Regions from separate parts of the Sus scrofa genome. Here region 1 is linked to region 2. Evidence: chromatin contacts called from public HiChIP or PLAC-seq data. All regions are on one chromosome and are shown on one strand. Each heading gives the region's core, a stretch centred on a gene start, on an enhancer-like site or on the middle of the called end of the contact. The rest is flanking DNA. Distances are from core to core; before and after follow the strand shown. Region 1 overlaps ALPK2 (alpha-protein kinase 2). Region 2 overlaps MALT1 (mucosa-associated lymphoid tissue lymphoma translocation protein 1).

Region 1 (7,065 bases), core at 822-3,321, 150 kb before region 2:
CCCGTCAGTTTTGCTGGGAACCTAAAATTACTGAGATTAAAAAGTCTATTAAGACAACTACCCATCTGATCCTTTGCTCAAGACTGTGCAGGGACCAGCTGGGCTCCCCCCATCCCCATCTCTCACTGCCTCCTTCTGGGGGATAATGCTGACACCCCCACACTGTCCTTCCTCCTTCCTTGTCCAGCCACCTGCCATGTGGATGGGTCTCAGTGGGCCCTGCTCAGCCCTCTGCACCACAGAGCACCTGGAGGCTGGTGCGGGAGTTGGGTGGGCATCCATTCATCCTCACCCCACATAGTCACACCCATTCTGCCCCCTCCCCAGAGTTCTGCTTACGCTCACCCTCTCTAACACGGGTTCAGGTGGAAAGGTCTTGTCAGGCTGTGGGATCTTAGGCCCACTTCAGAAGTAAGGACACTCTTCATTTGATCAATCTCGTCTTATTTTCTGAGCATGGATAGTGCAGATGACAACGAGTGGGGCTTCACAAAAGAAGTCAGAGGAAGAACAGGTGACTCGCAAATTCAAATCCATGTCAGGAGAAGCCAAAGTGCAACAGCGCACTTCTGAAGCCAACAGACAAGATGACTCAGTGAAGGGGCCCAAAAGACAAAGACCCGTGAAAAGTGACAGAACATCCTGTCCAAAGATGCTGCAGTGTTGTGACAGTGGAAGACCTCAGAAAAAGTAGTAACTGACTGTTTGCTCTCTTAGCTCCTAACTGCTGCCTATCAACTTGATTCACAGAGACGTGAATGGCTGGGTGCCAGCAGTTAAACCTGACGCCAGAGGCCAGAAGTTAGATGGATATAAGAAACTCTGCCAACACAGTTCCCCCACCAAAGAGCACTACCAGCACAGGAAAGGTGACCAGGATACCATGGGCATCAGAAAGCCAATTAAAGATGGACAAGGGGGAACTGCCTCTGGGAAGTTCTGATAAAAAGATGGGCCTGATTCTCCTGAAGGGGCTGCTCATACTGAGAAGGGGGCGGCAGCCCTGCTGCTCCCCTTGGGGGAGTCCAGAGGAGCGGATCAGCCTCTGACCTGGGTAGCCATGTCGATCTGCTGGAGCAGAATTGCAGCCGTAGCCAGAAGACCGAGGCCAGGGAATCAGCCTGTGGGCCCAGTGTGTACGTGGTCCAGAGGCCAAGTCTCCCTGTGATACAGGGGCAGGGGTCATTTGCAGTTTCAGGGTATCCAGGCATCGGCTCTTCAAGGATGAAGGAGGGTGTCTGCACTGTTTTGCCACCTGCCAGCGAACGTTCCCCCCCGACACCTGGAGGACAATGTGCTGTGCTCCGAATATGTTCACAGGCATAAGGTACTAGTGAAAAGCCTGCAAGGAGGTTACAATCAGGAGAGAGGGGCCAGCTATGACCATAATTAACGATAGAGAGGGAATTACAATCAACTTCGTGGTACCCTTTGACACATAAACGCTGGGCTTCCCCCCAATCTCCAGGCTTCTTACTGCTGCACAGACTGGCCAGTGACATGAACACAAGCCTGTGACCTGCTTGACAATAAGCAGAAATGGAAGTGGCTCTCCCCCCAGAGATGCCCAGCCCCAAGGGAGCAGAGAAGGGAGATGGGCAAGTTTATAAAAAAAAATAATCCCATTCCATAGGTGAATGTATCTGCAAGAACCTGAATGAAATGAATTTTGAGATGGGGCTCAGAGAAAAACAAACTTGGTTATGTGCTCCTTCACCAAGGATTCTGCCTGGCCACCACCAGGAATGAGACAAGTGTTTCTGGATGTCAAACAACAGATCACTGATAATATTCTTGCCCAAGGTTTCATAGGACTCTATTCCCAAGGCAGCAGTTGGTCTTGATAACACCTGTTGTCTCGGCATAAAGCAAGTGCTGATTAAGGCCCTGTGTCCCTCGCCTGCATAGACCCAAGTCCTCGGACACATCTTGATGTTCATAATTTTAATGTTCTTTTCCTTAAACAGGCCCCCACGTTGTGCACAGGTCAAAGTGCACAGGCCTGGGTGTGCCCTGCCGTAGGGCGGGGGCGGGGTGGTTCCGTGCCTGGTGAGCAGATTATTGATGATTCTCTTCCTCTTCAAAGAGGAACTAAAGGGGACAGAGCAGGAAGGGGAGGGCTGGAGGAGCAAGGCTGGGCATTTCCTCATACAACCCAGTCCAGATGCAGTCTTAGTGAAACTAGCAGAAAAGGGTGGGTTTTTTTCTTTGCATCCTGATCATTTTTCTTGAAGCTGCTGAGAAATGTTTGTTCCTAAATAACTACGTCAAGCATTTCAAAGAGCAACAAGTGTTAGGCTTTTTTCATGATGTGCCCAACATACTACCCCGGGAAGGGATTGTTTTCTTCCGCTCTCATTTTGGGAGTTCACAGAGGATGTCGAGAAGAGTTGCTCCTTTCCCAGTTTACTGCTACCTAAGTGACTGCGCTGAGGTTTCCCATGTGCCCAGGCACAGCTCTTTCTCTTCCCAGTTCTATCCTCAGCCAGATAAACAGGTCGGTGAATACAAGCTCCCGACACCCCAACACATGCTTGTGCCAATTGACATTTTGTCAATGAGTGGACAAAAGTCGCCAGTGTAGTTCATGTCTGTGGGACCCCAGGAAGGGGGGACGGTGTTCCTACATTTCTCATCTCCCAATTCTCCTCTCCCCCAGGCGAGCACCGTGTTCATTATCACAGGGCTTATCGTTTTGTGATCTTCTCCTGTTCTTATGTTTATGGTTTTAGACAGTGTAATACCCGTGAGAGTAGAGACAGTTCCCATTTAACATGGAGTATACGGTTATGGAATTCATCCCTCCATCCATATATACAGACAGGTCTGCTCAGAAAATATCTATCCACTGTTTTCCTGTAAACCTCTGGTGACTTAGAGAGGAGCAAAAGAACAGCCATGTTGTGCCCTCCTGGAACGTAGACCAGTTGGAATGTGTGTCCTACTGACCCATCTCACCCTTTCATCCCTCCGCCCCCTGCCTCCCCGAGTCCCCCGAGTCAGAGATGTGAACACAAGAGGGAAAGGCACTTACTCTGGCACTTCTCCAAAGCCTTCCAGAGGCTGTGCTTCTGCGGCGTAGATCTTGGCATAGCATCTGGCAGTGTTTTGAACATAGCATTCCTAGATCACCCAATACACGGAAAAGCCCAGGGATTAGAAGAAAATCAGAGATTGCTGCCTGGAAAGGCTCACCAGATTTCCCAACTTAGATGAAGCCAGTGGAGCCCCAGACCCACCCCTGGGCTGGAGACACGGAAGCAACAATGAAGGCAGCCTAGAGCTGGCCACTTGCAGAGGAGCTCTGAAACTTGAAGGTTCACTTGACGGTCAAGGGGTCTCTGGGGCTGAGTGTCCCTGAACTGTAAAATGTCTGGAACGAACCCACGGGGCTGAAGTTCACCCCCCTGAGCTAAGGGGACTGGCCCCTGGGCAGGATACCAGATAAAGCACGGGGACTGCTGGGTCTCCCAGAGTTCTCCCATCTGAGGTTCTTCAAAAGGCGTAATTTGAATTGTAAGTAGTGAACACTTTGCCAAGATTGTTGGCTTAGGAAAAGCAAACTGGGTTCTGCTTTCCATACTGGACAGCTTTTCGGAGTAGGAGGCTGGAGGCTGGGGGATTTTCCATGCCTGGACCAGACAGCCCTTGAGATGGAAGGAGTACAAAGCCAAAGAACAAAGATGGACAGATCTGGAGGAGAAATGAATGCAACTGACAGAATCCTCTGCTTGGAAAAGAAGGGCTGTCTTTATGAGCACCAAGTCCTACACGGCATTGCCACATCAGAGGCAATCATGGACAGGTCAAGTTTGAGAACACCCAGGAGACCCATGTGAGTTTAGCCTATTCATTTTATACGTTAAAAAAAAATTTAAGAGGCACCTGTTTTGTGAAAGAGCTAAACCTAGCTCTGGCATCAAGTGAAATTCATGGACCAAGGTTGTCGGGGAGAAGCTCGTATTCTCGTCCTCTCTCCTCTTGCCTTGAGGTACTAACTCTTAACATAGGCCGGAACTCAAGAGACTTGGGTCAATCACACTTCTTAGTTTATGGGTGGACGATGACCTAACTCAGGGAGGCAGGAAATAGGACAAAACGCTGACCCTCTGCATATGCCCCACCTCCTTCTTCCCTAAAACAAAAACACTCCAGAAGCTACTCTGACTTTAGCTTTCCTTGGGAGTTTTGGCATCCGTGTGGCTTAGAACCCCCACTTTTAATATCATCCTGTGTCCAAGTAGATTCACCCTCAGGGATCTGATGGGGCTTCCTAGGAAGTGATCCCAGTCCAGGTGGGGCACTTCCAGACATAGACTGGTCCCAACTGGCTGGCATGAGGCCAAGAAATCATTCAGACCTGAGACACAATCTCCAGTACTTAGCCTTCATCTAGTGGCTTCCTTATGACCACACCCCAAGGGGAGAAACACGCTCCCATCAATTCTGAGTCTGATTTTTAGCTCACGTCATCAGGTCCATCTCACACCTCAAGCAACACATTTAGGGCAGGTGGACCCACCTGGGCAGCAAGTTTGTAGTTCCTCTGGATGAGCTCATCGTTGTTTCTGGTCCCGTAGGCGACAGCGTTGTGTACCTTGAGCACACAGGCATGACCAGGCTCGAAGACCGGCATGAGACCTTGCATCACTGTGCTTCGGAAGGCCTTCCGGTGGACCCCTTCCCCGAAATGCAGCTGCTCCGTGGCAATTTGACCACGCAGGTGGCCCCCAAAGTAGCTACCATTGAGGAAGTCTTCTTCGAAAATGAGTTGACTGAATTCGATCTCTTCATATCCTAAACCATAACACAACTGCAGTTGGACAGAACCATCCCCTAGTCTTGCTCCTTGGCTAATAAGCATTGGCACACAGGGACAGGGACCAGGTTGACCTGCAGAGTCTAGGAGGAGAAACCACCCTGAACGCTGAGGCATAGCTCAAAGGTGAGATGGGTCATTGAGGAGGGTGGAGGAAGATCAAGGCGAGGCCCCAGTGGATCAGAAGAGAGGGGAGCAAAACTGGGGAGACCAGGAAGAGACCTGTAGACAGATCTGGAAAATATAAGCAGTACCATGCAAGGTAATTAAAGGCAAGTTGAAAGGATGGGTAAAATATAGAAGAGGGAGGAAGAACCAATGATAAGATCTGTTGGATCAAAGTTTCCCAATTTTTTTTCCATCGTCACCCCCTGCAAGGATTCTTTAGTTTTTCCCTAATCGCCCCCCCCATAAAATTTTAATACTACAGATGGACTGTGTATCTGGTGATGGATTGTGTATCTGTGCTTAATGCACAAATTAAGTTTTCTTTTGCCTCCCCAAGGCCCAATTTTGCCCTCTTGTGGGTGACACTGCCTCTGCTGAGAATACCTGTGGTGGGTGTAAGAAACAGGTGGGCAAAAACCATAATGAAACAAGTAGAAAGGACACCCTCCGAAGAGAAGGTGGGGAAAAGGACAGAATGATTTTAGATTTGTAGAAAGAGTAAGATTTGCGTTTCCTAACAGCTGTTTCAGAGTTGATTCTGCAGGTGTTTCAGATAAAAGTGGATCCAATGTTCCCTTGAAGGATGTTTTTGCTTTCAATTAGAGATGACCAAGCCAGACTTGTGATTGGCTGAGAGAAGAAAGCAAGATGGCTTTTAATGAAATAAGACTTTTTTTAAAAAAGGCCTTCCACTCTTAAAGTCAATGAAAACTGTCATCTTTCTGAACATTTAAAAGACAGACGTCATGAGTTATATGAAAAAAAAAACCCACTTCACTTTTCTATTTAGCATAGAGAAATATTTCTTTTGAAAACATTTTCAAATCGCATGTTTCCAGATCAGTCTCTGACCAATGTTATCAATTAAAAGTATAAGGAAACAAATTAGCATCTAGACCTAGTGTTTTTAAGAAAGAAAGGGGACAAGTAGGGGATTTTCATATAGAAGTAGGTGAAGTGTCTGTGAAAATTTTCAGAAAAACCTTCCAGGAGTTTTCACAAAGGCTAGCAGATGCCTCCTAGTAATAACCTGTTTTGGGTTTTTGGAGACAATCAGGGCAGAGAAACAGGAAAACAGGTAAGCAAATGGGATATTTTCCTAAAGAAATTAAGGGAAGAGTTCTAGCATAGATTTCATCCTAAGGAATAGAACCAGGAAAAAATTACACTTAAGTTTAAATTTTAAAGTTAGGTAACAAAACAGAGGGACTGCTTTACGCAAACCCAATCTTCCCAATTCTAGTTACATGATGAATTTGACAGTTTTTTCCCCAAGATCTCTGGAGGAATATAGGAAATGTTTTATGTATATACCCCAGAGCCCCCAAAATTTGAGCTATATTTACCACTGTTTTCCTTCAAAAATCTCAAGTTTTCTGGAAGATCCAATTCTTACGAGTTTGTTCTTTAAAACTCAAGTTTAAAGACAAAAGTCATCCCAGACTCTATGCTTAGTAATAGGAAGGAAAAATGTGTATGCCTGACTATAGAGGGGTGGGAATGGGTGGGACAGGTAGTTTCCCCAAGAAAGGAATACATGACAAGCATGGACTCCAGCATCCTGAATAATCCTGTCCATAATCACCAATAGAAGTGTCAATTCAGCCAGGATCAGACAACGCAAGAGAAACACACCTTGGAATATTTCTTTGAAAGTCTGGAGGGCTATCATTATGACAGCTTTGTTTGAATCTTCATTTTGAGCTTTCCCACCAGTTTAGTTTTATTGGATTTTTAGAGATCTACTTGTAAAATGTTTCTTCCTCCTCTAGAGAACTAGCTGTCTAGCGAGAGAGTCCTCCAAATTAAAAAGGGGATGAAGCTGTCATTTGAAGCTTCTTCCTCTGAAAATACAAGGGAAGGGAAAGGACAGGTAGGCTAGCCTGTGAGCAGTGGAACCAGACCCCTAGTCACTGGGAAAAGCTTGAAGAAGGTGCTATCTTCAGGCTTGAGACCCCAATCCAGTGGCAGAGTCACAGGGCTACAACAGCTGTGGCCAGTACCTTAACCCCACTGGGGTCTCATTGCTGACTGGTAAAAACCTTGAGAAATGAATTCCTGCAAACCTGATGACTTCA
Region 2 (7,205 bases), core at 2,936-5,435:
CCATACGTGCAACTGGGCTTGACTGGAATTGAGGCACATATTTATTCATGTGTGATGATATGCTGGAAATTTCTAACCATATTTTATATTTTGACGTGCTAAGCCACCAGTGAATACAGTGCCATCCTAACAAACATCAGTAATCTTTTGAAAAAGCTGTTTCTGCTCTTTGTGTCTTTTTCCAAATGTAGGCTCAGCCCTTTACCGTCAGTGTTCCCCTATGCAGACTGTTCTCATATTTGACCTGCAGGCTTTTTCGTTTATCCCCTGGGGCCTTTTCCGCACTTGAGGGGAGACTAGAGAAAGGAAAGCAGTTTCTACATCACCACATAGCCACTTATGCACTGTTGTGGGGAAGTTTTATGTCTTGTTAGCCATAAAGAATTCATTAGAAATCGGTTGGTACTTGAATGTTAATTATTGATTTAAGAGGAACTATTTGGAGATCTAATAAAGCTTAGTAATTTACAGTTAGCTTTCTACCTGCATCTTAGGTAGACAATCTAAAAGCTTACTATATTTACATATGTTCAAATATAGAAATGTGAGAGTTAGGAAATAATTTTAATATTTGAATAGGGACTTTGAGAATAAAAACTGTTACAATTATATTAAGAAGGCAAGCCAAGGAGTTCCTGTCGTGGCTCAGTGGTTAACGAACCCAACTAGTATCCATGAGGACGAGGGTTCCCTCCCTGGCCTCGCTCAGTGGGTTAAGGATCTGGCGTTGCCATGAGCTGTGGTGTAGGTTGCAGGTGCAGCTCAGATCCCTAGTTGCTGTGGCTCTGGTGTAGGCTGACAGCTACAGCTCTGATTCTACTCCTAGCTTGGAAACCTCCATATGCCACAGGTGTGGCCCTAAAAAGACAAAAAAAAAAAAAAAAAAACCACAAAAAAACAAAAACAAAAAAACAAAAAAAACAGGTTTATAGGTTTATCCCATCTCAAGTTTTTCCTTTTCATTGTATTTTCACAAAGATTCAGGAATACGAAGGAGGAGTATTCTAACATTTTTTCCCTTTTTTGGTAATGCAGTTTTGTAATGGAACATTAGTTCTTACTCCACCAAGTCTGATGACTTTTCTCTCATTGTCTCTATGGAAAGCTCTGATTTGGGTGACTAAGACGCTGTGAACCTCTGAGCAGGCCTTTCAGGCCTAAATACAAGGAGAAGGGGAAACTAGATTTGTTTTAGTCTCATTTTGCCATAGGAAATGGCTGTGGTACTGAGTTTCTTGAATGTCTTTGACTTGGTAGCCTGCAGGTAGCTTGGCAAGGTTCCTGAATCTCTAACTGGACCGATTGCCTTGATTAGAAGCCAACTTCAGTGGTCCCTCACTTCGCAGGAGCTCTAAGCCAAGGGTAGTTCACCCCCAAATTCTAGCTCTCCATGGGCTCTGACATCCAACATATTTTCCAAAGGATTGAGGTTTGCCCTTTTCTGCTCCCCCTCCAATTGGGCTTTTCCGAAGCACATGGGTTGGCCAGCCTGCCTCTCAGACTGGTCTTGCCTGCACTTTATGTTGGAGAAATGGCTTATCATTTTTATGTGCAGATGGTGTTCATCCCTATTTTCTAGCACTGATTCCTTGTTCTCCTATTTTTATTCCTTTGGTCATTTCAGTAGGAATTTGGGAAAGGGGCTTTAAATGGATTTGCTGAAATTGTTTTGAAACAAAGTCTATAGTAATTTTTTAGACTTTTTTTTTTTTTATCAAAGAGTCAAAGACTGATCCCAAAGTACCAAAATTGGCATCTGTAACCTTGGCAAATATGGATAAACTTAGGTGTGTATTTCAATTTTTTTTTTTTTTTTTTTTTTTTTTTTTGCTTTTGCTTTAGGTGAAAATCATTTGAGTGCAGATTCTTAGGCTGTATCAACTAGAGTCCTGCACCTCATGGAATGGTGCCAGGGAAGCCATGCCCTGACCTGGGATTAGCTAACTAGAAGCTAGAAAGTGGGGATGTTTAGAGAGAATTAATATGATTCACGTGGGCTTCATTAGATGGCTCCCAGGGTTCTCTGCTCTGGTTTTGTGATGCTGCCATTTTTTTTCATTCTTGTATTAAAGGAGCTTTGCTACAGGTACATTTCACATGTACTGGCAAAGTCAAAGATTTCTCTTCGTTGGCATCTTTTCCCTTTTCCTCCTGCTCTTATTTCATATCAATTCATTTTTCTCCTTTAATTCCTTGTAACATACCCATTGTTATGTTGCTGATATCAATTTTATTTTTATTACTTTTATTGTCTCCAAGAGCAAAGATGGTTGAATATTGTTCTTTAGTTTCCAAGTACGTTGATTCCACATTTTATCTTTACAGTTCTGTGAAGGACCACAGCAGTACTATCATGAATATTTAAATTTCAAATGTAAGCACACATTTATGTGGAAAAGGAGATTACTAGAAGTTACCATTTGGCTAAAATCACAGTTGGTTATTGACAAAAGTAGGATTAGAACCCAGGTCTACTGACCCTGACCTGAACTCAATGTCATTTCCATAATGCTAGGAAATTTCTGGATTGTTTGGGAAGCTTAGTTGTGGAGTATTACCTCAATTGTGTCTTTGACTCATAGACTTCAATTTTTTTTCTTCTTGCCAAATTAAAAAGTACTCAAATACTAGACCTTACTGATAAGGGACTTGCATTGTTTCATAAATGACAGAAATTCCTAAAAACAAAATATTAAGAAGTGAAAAGGGGTAAAGATGGTATAGATGGAACTAAGATTAAGGAAGAAGTGGGGAGTTCCCATTGTGGTACAGCAGAAACGAATCCAACTACTAACCATGAGGTTGCAGGTTTTATCCCTGGCCTTGCTCAGTGGGTTAAGGATCCAGTGTTGCCATGAGCTGTGGTGTAGGTTGCAGACACAGCTCGGATCCTGCATGGCTGTGGTATAGGCCAGGAGCTGTAGCTCTGATTCAACCCCTAGCCCTTTTTTTTGCTTTTTAGGGCTGCAGGTGCAGCCCTAAAAAAAAAAAAAAAAAAAAAAAAAAGATTAAGGAAGAAGTAGAGGGATAGAAAGAGAGTGGCGGTGAGGCCTGGAAGGATGGGTTTCCATGCCAGGGTGTTAAAGGGAGTTGGTGACCTACAAGGAGGAGGGATGTGATGTCAATACCAGGTTTCACTGAAGTTCATGCACATGTCAATTGACCTGTAAGAAGGACTTATGTGGACACACCCTGGTTGTGTAATGGGGAGGAAATTGTTGGGGGAAGAGGACTAGTATTTATTCTGGGACACTCTGGGATGCTTTTCAGTAACATCTCAGAAATGTTCAAAAATGAGATTGAAGGAGCGTTTCAGATGGAAGCTGATGAGGGGGAAAAAAAATGTTTGGTTCATGGCCTCTGAAAACATGCACAACAGGTCCATTCCTGGAAGAGCTGTGCATTACATTGCTACTAAGTGCATCAAAAGAGAGACTAACTCAGAGGGAACCTACAGTGAATCCTTTTGTCAAGAATCGCCCAGATTAATCTGTTTAGTAATTCCCGCAGGGTTTTTACTTATCGTTTCATATCTGTAGTCTGTGGATCTACAGAGGTGTATGTTGAAAGCACAATCCTCATGTTCCATCATACTTTGTCAGATTCTCTCCGGCTTACAGGAAATCAAGTAACCTCTTTGACTTCTTAGCAGATGGTATCTGAAAATAGGCTTGTTTGCCAGGAAGCTTTGCATTCACGCTTTCAAGTGGAACTTTCACTTGTATGCCCTGGTCCGCCCTCCATTGCGGTGCCATCTTCTTTCCTGACTTGGTTCAGCCCCTTTGGACTGGTGGGCGCTGCATCAGGGTGATTTGAGGTGACCACGGTTCCCTGTAGCTCTCACTATGTGGGAGGAAGGAAATATGTGTGGTTAAAACATGGGAGGTATTGCAACTTCTTTGCCCTCCCGAGGGCGGTTTCCAAATCACGCTTTGCCTTTCAGTTCTCAGGCTTTGAAGCAATAAATCATAAATACATGCCTCTGCTTGCTTCTTGAAGACTTAGGCTCCTCAAATTGTTGGTACGGGACAGACATATGAGCTGAGTTTGAATGTCTGTTCAAAGTCATTTAGTCGTGGCTCCCACAAAGGAAGCTTTTAAAACATTCTGGTCACGTGGGCCCCTTCCAGCAAAGTCATTCATTCCTTTGTAAGACACTCTGGAGAGAAAGTCTTCCCATTTCCTTCATTCTCATCTTTTGTCTCTGTGTAATAGCAGAGAGTATTTGCCATGGTATGTTTTTAAGCACTGGCGTGGTACAAAACTATTACATTTAGAATGGCTAAGCAGTAAGGTCCTACTGTACAGCACAGGGAACTATATCCAGTCTCTTGGGATTGAACATAGTGGAAGATAATATAAGAAAGGGACTGTATACACACACACACACACATGACTGGGTCACTTTGCTGTATAGCAGAGATTGGTACAACATTGTAAATCAACTATACTTTTTTTTTGCTTTTTTAGGGCCACTCTTGCAGCATGTGGAAGTTCCCTGGCTAGGGGTCAAAGTGGAGCTACAACTGCCAACCTACACCACAGCCACAGCAACACCAGATCTGAGCTGTGTCTCTGCGACCTACACCACAGCTCACAGCAACGCCGGCTCCTTAACCCACTGGGAGTGAGTCTAGGGATCGAACCTGTGTCCTCACGGATACTAGTCGGACTTGTTTCTGCTGCGCCACAACGGGAACTCTCCAACTATAATTTAAAAAACAAAAACATTGTGCTCTTCCTGACACACTCCCTTCAGTAAGAGAGGCTCACTGTGACAGAAGTTAGGATTAGATGGAAGATGGAATCATAGGAAAATGATAACTATGTGAGGTGGTAGGTATCTTAATTAACTTGATTGTGTAACCATTTCACAACATATATCTACATTAAATCATGTTGGAGTTCCCATTGTGGCTCAGTAGTAATGAACCTGACTAGGATCCATGAGATTGTGGGTTCAATCCCTGGCCCCGCTCAGTGGGTTAAGGAGCCAGCATTGCTGTGGCTGTGGTATATGTAGGCTGGTGGCAACAGCTCCAATTGGACCTCTAGCCTGGGAACGTCGTTGTGCCTCCAGTGCGGCCCCAAAAAGAAAAAAAAAAAAAAGGCAGTGGGCTGCTGGTTGAAAGTAAGGAAACAAAGTTAGCAGCTGTTAACAATAGTTCGGTCAAGTGGGGATGGTGGCTTGGATTAAGATCATGCCATTGAAGATGGTGAGATGTGGGAAGACTTAACTGAGAGGCCTTGCAGCCAGATTACATGTAGAAGAGGAGGGATTTGGGGGTGACTGCTAAGTTTCTGTCCTGAGTGACGGGATGCTCAGGGGCAGCCGGGACCTGGTTTATCCTCCGTGAGGTGGGGAGACTGGGGAGCCTGGCAGAGAAATGTATGGGATTTTGGACATCAAGTTTGAGATGGCGGTAAGACATCTACATTTCAAAGTGAGTTTAGCCACGATGCCTATTTTTTTTTTTTTTTCAGATTTATCCTCATTCCCTTCTGTTGTCGTACCTTCTTTTTTCTCTTGTCATACCTAAACTTTGAAAGTCAGAATGTCTCTTAAAGTTGTGATATACGTCTCTCCTGGCAGATGAATGATATGTGGGAGCATTAAGGTACAGTGTTGTAGGGCTTCCCCTGTGGCTCACAACATAATTCCTCGGCATTGCTTCTCCAGTGGCTGTGGCTCGACCCCGAGCTGGGGAACTTCCATGTGCCGCAGGTGCGGCCACTTGTTTAAAAAAAAAAAAAAAAAAAATAGATACAGTGTTGTGGTGGATCTTCTGGCTTAAATAAGAGTGCTCATCTCATTTTCTGACTTGAACATGTACTCCTACCACCATGGATTACAGAACTCAGACAAACTGTTACTTCACCCACCCACCCTCTGCCAATTTGGCATCCACAGACAGAACTAATGAATATGAAAGCTTTTCCTTGGCAAAAGTTGTAAATTCTTTTTTGAGAGGCTCATTTACTAAAGATTTTTTAGGGTTTCTTCAGACCCTTGAATGTAATAGGTAAGCAATCATATTTACTCATTTTGGATTTTGGTTTTATTATCTGGCATGGATTTTGCATGCCTATTTTACTTTAAAGACTATTTTTTCCCTAGAAAGTTTCGTACCTTTCAGGTATTAAGGTTGCTATTATTTAGACTCTCTCCTCATCTCGTTTTGTTCCCTTGGATTGGTGGGTCATAGAGGGAAAAGGTATTATGACATCATATTCAAGATGGATGAGGGGGAAAAGAGGTGTGGGCAATGACGTTTTATAAGTTTTAATGATCTTTTCTCCTTCCTTCTGGAAAGTCAACCAACCCATGTTTATGTATGATAACCTTGGCAAATGTAAAATTTCCTAGCCTTGGTTCCTTTTGTGTCACTTTTCTGTTGCATAAAAATTACCCCAAAACCAAAAACTTTAAAATAATAAACAGGCACTCCCACTGTGGCTCAGCAGTATCGAACCTGACTAGTATCCATGAGGACAAAGGTTCGATCCCTGGCCTTGCTCAGTGGGTTAAGGATCCGATGTTGCTGTGAGCTGTGGTATAGATCTCAGATTTGGTGTTGCTGTGGCTGTGGCATAGGCCAGCAGGTACAGCTCCAAGTCTTAACCTGGGGACTTCCATATGCCAAGGATGTGGCCGTAAAAAGACTGAAAAAAAAAAAAAAAAGGATTAAAAAAACAAAAACAAAACCAGCATTCATTTATTATCTCACAGTGTCTGAGGAGAGGAATCCACGGCTGGCTGAGCTGGGTGGTTTTGGCTCAGGGTCTCTCAGAAGGGACAGTCTAGCTACAGCCACCCAAAGGTCTGACTGAGGTTGGAAAATCCCTCCTTGGATGGCTCACGTGCATGGCTGTAGGCAGGAGCCCAACTTGCTTTCCTTACCATTGGGGCCTCCCTGCAGGGTTGCCCAAGTGTTCGGGTGACATGGCAGCAGGTTCCCCCAGAGGGAGAGATGGAGAGAGTGGCAGGAGTGAGGGGACGGGTATCCCGTTATCCACTCCAGGATTTTGACAGGAAGCTGCTGTCAAAAGTTTTGCAGGTTTTGATGCTGGTAGTCATTTCCTGGATGAGAAATGTTTGCATCACCTAGGTCAAATTTATATCCTGCTATTCTGTCTCTGTGCCTTTCTGCTTATGGAACAGTTTTACTTTAATGCTCAGTCCTGGCATTGACATTCCTGTGTCT

What was found. HiChIP or PLAC-seq counts read pairs in DNA pulled down with a chosen protein or histone mark.
Region 1: an H3K27ac HiChIP or PLAC-seq map of alveolar macrophages shows a contact between it and region 2. The contact joins two enhancer-like sites. A contact is called at or near these places in 1 of 47 Hi-C or Micro-C datasets (epiblast stem cells) and 1 of 2 datasets of contacts at active chromatin or transcription factors (alveolar macrophages).

The regions. Positions count from the first base shown.
Region 1 is chr1:162,275,392-162,282,456 of Sscrofa11.1, reverse strand. ALPK2 (alpha-protein kinase 2) reads right to left here. Exons shown (of 14, transcript XM_001925970.7): 10 at 4,523-4,797; 11 at 3,035-3,123. Among named protein-coding and RNA genes, the nearest start is that of MIR122, 51 kb to the left of the region's middle. Within about 2 kb of position 2,071, at least 12 of the 83 cell types and tissues checked have an H3K27ac peak or open chromatin away from gene starts, as enhancers often do. A contact at or near this core is called in alveolar macrophages, where this site is marked.
Region 2 is chr1:162,123,216-162,130,420 of Sscrofa11.1, reverse strand. The region is part of intron 2 of MALT1 (mucosa-associated lymphoid tissue lymphoma translocation protein 1); the gene reads left to right. Among named protein-coding and RNA genes, the nearest start is that of MALT1, 18 kb to the left of the region's middle. Within about 2 kb of position 4,185, at least 6 of the 83 cell types and tissues checked have an H3K27ac peak or open chromatin away from gene starts, as enhancers often do. A contact at or near this core is called in alveolar macrophages, where this site is marked.